2 separate regions of the Sus scrofa genome follow, and region 2 is linked to region 1. Evidence: chromatin contacts called from public HiChIP or PLAC-seq data. All regions are on one chromosome and are shown on one strand. Each heading gives the region's core, a stretch centred on a gene start, on an enhancer-like site or on the middle of the called end of the contact. The rest is flanking DNA. Distances are from core to core; before and after follow the strand shown.

What was found. HiChIP or PLAC-seq counts read pairs in DNA pulled down with a chosen protein or histone mark.
Region 2: a contact with region 1 is called in an H3K27ac HiChIP or PLAC-seq map of alveolar macrophages. The contact joins two enhancer-like sites. A contact is called at or near these places in 1 of 47 Hi-C or Micro-C datasets (embryonic fibroblasts) and 1 of 2 datasets of contacts at active chromatin or transcription factors (alveolar macrophages).

Annotation. Positions count from the first base shown.
Region 1 is chr13:61,302,097-61,304,745 of Sscrofa11.1, forward strand. All of the region lies in intron 41 of ITPR1 (inositol 1,4,5-trisphosphate receptor type 1), which reads left to right. Among named protein-coding and RNA genes, the nearest start is that of BHLHE40, 220 kb to the right of the region's middle. Within about 2 kb of position 1,340, at least 44 of the 83 cell types and tissues checked have an H3K27ac peak or open chromatin away from gene starts, as enhancers often do. A contact at or near this core is called in alveolar macrophages, where this site is marked.
Region 2 is chr13:61,610,179-61,612,827 of Sscrofa11.1, forward strand. No RefSeq gene overlaps it. Among named protein-coding and RNA genes, the nearest start is that of ARL8B, 29 kb to the right of the region's middle. Within about 2 kb of position 1,318, at least 2 of the 83 cell types and tissues checked have an H3K27ac peak or open chromatin away from gene starts, as enhancers often do. A contact at or near this core is called in alveolar macrophages, where this site is marked.

The DNA.
Region 1 (2,649 bases), core at 90-2,589:
GAGAATTACTTCCTTCTCCTGAAGCCTTGCAATCTGTCACATCATCACTTCAGCCCTGAAATGCCTGGCAGCCAAACTGAGGATATTTCCTGGCCTGACACAGTGGACTCCAAGTCTTCCAGTCTCTTCTGTCCCTGCCCTGGCTTCTGTGATGGTGATAACATCTGAGGATGGATATCACCTCCCAAACTTCTCCTCCCTGGGTGCCGTCAGAGTGGCTCAGACTTCATGGTGTTATCCCCTGCTTACAGGAACAAGGAGGTGGGACTGCCCCCCGGGGGGTCCCCTGGAACAGGTGACATCGTGGAGCCATGGGATCAAGCTTCCCTTTAAGAGTAACTCCTGCTTTCTTTCTGCCCTCTCCAGTGCCACCCACTTCCTACCAGCCCCCAGAAGAAATCTTTCCTTTCTGCTTGATGTTTTGTAGCAAAGTGGGAAACTATAAAATAAGCATTTGCTTGTGAATTAATTTTTGGCACATGCAGGGGCTCAGCAAGTCTCATGGCACTTGCATATCCGTCCTCCGAGTCCTTGCCAATTTTTGTGTGTTTCCTTCCTCCTGAGATGTTCCCACCAGCACCCGGGGGAATGTTCCCCCACTTCCTCTTTCCTACAGGAACACAGAGGCTGGTCTCACCTGGGGCAGAGAAGGAGTAGAATGGATCTTTCAACACACCTAGTGTTTGGGGTGTTTTAAGCACATACAGATGGTTGAGGATATATGTGCTGATCTGACCACAGAGAACCGTTCAGCAAATAAAGGGGACAGATCCAAAAAGATTTGGTGGTGGGGGGGATTAATTGTTTCCGGTTGCAGAAGCACAGCAAATTGCATGTATCAAATGGCTGCCCAAGGCTCTTCCTATGCCAAGTCTAGCCTCCAGACACACCCAAAAAGGATTTTCTTCTCTGCACGTACACAGTATGAGTTGGAAACTGTGAGAAGTGCTCTGTCAGGAAGCTGGCTGCGGATTCAGCTGAGAGATGAGATGAGAGAGAAATCCCTCGTCCAAGGGCCTTTCCCTCACCACATTTTTTTTTTTTTTTTTTTTTTTTTTTTTGAGGTTGGCTTGAGACAGCAGGCCAGGAGCCAGTGTTAGATAGGAAATCTCCCACCCCTTCCAGAAGAAGTCACCACAGAAGGCACTGAGGAGAGAGCACGCTGGAGACCCCCCTCTGACCCCGGGGAGCGGGGGTGGGAGGGTGAGAAGCAGTTTGCTTTGCCTTTGCTGGAAATGGGGGGCCAGCTGGTGAGGAAGATCAGCCTTGGTTTGACAGGGCAGCCACCCCAGGAGGAGGAGAGTGGTGTGCAAGCGAGTTACGTAAAAGGGTGTTGTGTTTGGCAGAGAAGTCAGAAATGAGTCACTTCTGAGCGGTGTTTTCTGACCTCGGGTTTTATCCATGTGGGAGAAGAGTGTGGCCAGCATCAGAGTCAGGAGCCTGCTTTCTCCCTGGCGTGGGGGGTGTTACCATGACAGTAAGAGGGAGGCAGGTGGTGGGGCCCCAGCAGGCTCCCCCAGGCACTCTGCCCTTCAGCGGAAACCACAAGGGTCTGGACAGCAAAGCACCCTGGCCTGGTTCAGGGAGGGCTTGTAGGTGCTGCCAGTGGGCCCTCCATGGTGAGTGGGTGGCATGGGGTCAGGGACTTGGGGGGACACTACCCAGTAGGGCAGGCGTGCAGGAGAAGGAACTTGGCTTCCAAAGCGGAAACACCTGGGCTGGAGTTCCAACCGGCAGGGTGACCTTGGACTTTCTCAGGACACGCTGAAACTCAGTTTTCTCACTTGTGAAAAGAGAATTGGAAAAACTGAGTCCCTCCCTTTTGCTCATGTTGAGAGGATTAAAGAGAGTAATGTCAGGTAGAGCTGCAGGAAGGAGCTGCTGCCCTGGGGCTGGTGTGGTGGAGCAGGAAGGCCTGTTCCACTCCTGTCTCCTCAGTCCCTCAGGGCTCGGGGCAGTGCCCTTGACCGCTCAGCCCAGCTCCTGCCCAGAAGAAGGTGATTCACAGAAAGTGCCTCACTCAAAGCCAGGGTCCTAGAAGGCTCTCAAAATGAGGCAGTGATTATTTGTATTAATGCTGCCTTGATTATTTTAAAATGAGGTTCATTTTATTAAATTTTTCTGTCAAAAATCCAACTTCTTAAATTTTGCTTCTGTGTCATGGTTGATGATCCAGTGAGCCTGGGGGCTGTGCTATTTATGTTGTTTTCACACACAATTCACCTCCATCTCTCTGACTGTTTCTATGTTTGAAGTGATTTTAGAGGCCCAGGAGGCAGGGAAGTCTTCATCGCCTCAGTTATCAGGTATTTACACTAACAGATGTTACAGGTGAAGCCGAAAGCAACGGGCAATGCAGTTAACTGCTCCCTGACCCAGGACCTTTCCTTTCCTTCTCTGTGTTATTATTATCATTATTATGTCACTTTTTGGTCCCAGTCATCTGCGGACATACATCTTTCTTCTCCATTCCCAGGAAACTGGCATGTCATTGAACAGGAGTCTTTGATCTAGATCCAGGTTTGGAAGTGAAAACCCAAAATCCCAAAGAAGCTCCCATGGTTGGGAGTGTAAGACTTGCATGATTGCCCACAACTCTCCAAGTAACAAGAGAAGATGCCTGGACCCACTGGCACCAGGTTCTGAAGT
Region 2 (2,649 bases), core at 68-2,567, 310 kb after region 1:
AGAGAGTTTGATGCTTACCCGAGTCTCCAAGGACCTATGTTTCTAATTCTACCAACCCACTCAGCTTTCCAAGGTCCTGTTATCTAATTAGAGAAGCTGCCTGTGTACCTAAGTTCTTCTGGCCCTCTGGAAAGTGACAATGCAACAGAAACCTGCCCATTGATCTCTTTAATATTATCACCAGCATAAGTTGGACGATCACCTGTAGGATAATGCCAATAAGAACAAAAGCCTTCCTGTCTTGAATACTTAGTGCCTTACATGGATGAGCTCCTTTACTTTTCTCAACAGTATTATGATATAAGTACTATTATTTTGCCCATTTTACAAGTGAGGAAATCAAGACTCAGAGAAGTTAACTGGCTTGACCAAGAACACATAGCTGGTTTAGTACTGAAAATGGAATTCAAGCCCTAGTGTGCCTGACACCAAGTGTCCATAATCTTGACCATCATACAAGGTGCTTCTGGTTATTCCTACTAATATCTCTGTGAGGAGTTGTAAAGAGAATTAAAACCTTAGATAGAGGGAGATGGAGGTTGGCCTCTGCATTAATGAGAGAAATATGAGCTACAATAATGATTAGACCCCCATTTTCAGTGTTTTCACCCAGTGAAAATGTATTTGTTACTCACAAAATAATCTGATGAAGATGTTCCTGGTGGCATTCATCCAGGTGGTGATTCTGGCATCCAGTCACATCTTATCTCTTGGCTCTACCAACCCTTAGAGGCTTAGAGACCTCTGTGTCCAGGAGGAAGGGGAGAAAAGAAATGGCAGACCCTCTTCTTAACTACTTTGGCCATAAGTAACACAAATCGCTTCTGCTCGCCTTCTGTTGCCCAACACTAGTCACATGCCCCTGCACAAATGAAAGGGCCTTGGGATGCACTGCCTCCCTAGGCCACCACGTTTCAGCACCAACTCTGCCTCATGGGTGGGGGAGCATGAAATATTTGGTGAAAATTTAGTTATTTCTGCCCCAGCCTCAGTGATCATATGTTCCTTCTATCTTGTATGGTTACATAATTTGCCTAAAATACATGGGAATTTGTTGAAGGTGAAGATCCTTTCAATAGGGCAGTGTTCCTGTGAGAAATGACCAGGACAGAAAATGTGTGTGGTCAGTGTCCTCTGTGGCCTGATGCTTTCAGCATTGAAAAATGAGAGTGTCTAGATCCTTCTCCCATAGTCCAGTCAGGGTGGTCCATTGTCACTTCTAACAGGAGGGCAGGATGGGCTCCAGAGGCAGCATGGCTCACTGCAGAGGGAGGTACCCAAAGACATGGTTTTTACATAATGTTTAGAAATAAGCATCTGAGAAGTGTGGAAACATGCCGTCCTGATTTACTCAGCCTTGTCGTTAAGCGCTGGCATTATCACCATCTGCCGAATGTGGAAGTTGTTTAAAAATGAGTCACCTGGCACCAGAAATCATTTCTGCACAAAGCCTCCCCCACTATCTCTTGGTATCAACACTAAGTCACTGCTGCTATAAGTTTTAAGAAACCTGAGAGAGTGTGAGTCTCCTCCCACCCCCCACTGCCCAGGTGGCATTTGGTTATTTATTCTCTAGCACAGAAGCATCAATTTCCTTGAAACTTGTTGGCACATTGGCTTTTTGAGGATGTTGAATTATATTGTGTGGACAAATGCAGTATTATTTCTATGTTCACATGAGTGTTAGACTTAGACTACTTTGCATCTCTTTCCCATCTTAACCAATGACAGACATAGTGCAGTTTGTCTCATTCACCCAGAAACTTGCCAAACCTCTCCAAAGTTTATCCATTTTGGGGTGATTTTTTCCATAGGGGAGTCAGTGTCCCTTTGATATTCTGTAACTTAAATACTGAAATGAAAGGTAAACTACTGTTAATATGTTTTATGTCAGGAGTTCGCTTGTGGCCCAGTGGAGTAAGGACCTGACTTTGTCACTGCTGCAGCTTGGGTTGCTGCTGTGGTGTGGGTTCAATCCCTGGCCCAGGAACTGAGCGTACTCTGGACATGGCCCCCCAAAATATGTCCCATATTAAATAGGGCACTGGAAGAGGGGAAACTGGTTTGTGTATAAGAAAATGTATTCATGTCAAATAAGGAGGAATGCTTCCAACAATTATAGTCCTGGTTTCTGCAACTGGTCATGTGGTCATAGCTGATATTTATAACTGCCATCTTCCTCTACCCACTCCATATCCCCTTTTCCCTTTGCAGGCACGTTGGTCAGGGCTTCTTCCCAGAGCTCACACCTTCATTCCTCACTCACTGCATAACCCCAAAAGCTGTCAGTTTTGTGGGAGGCTACAGGGTCTGGCTGCTGACCATGGTGCTGGAAATGCCTCTGCAGAAGGATGCTGTTCTGAGACACTGGTAGGTCCCCACAGCTGCCTCTTAGCAGAGAATCTCAGGATTTGGAACAAAGCTATATATCATCCTTTGCAGATAACTCTTCTCCTTTTAAGAGGCAACCTACCAAGTTACCAGGCAACCTGAGGTGATCATAGGGAATGGGGGCTGTGCTAGCTTACTCTTCATTAGTTGTAAAATACCAGAACATGTGTTCACCTTTAAGAGTCCAGTCAATTTTATCACTGGGGTTCCTGCAAAAGTTATTGATCCTAACAGGCGCTGCCAGCCAGCTGGGTGACT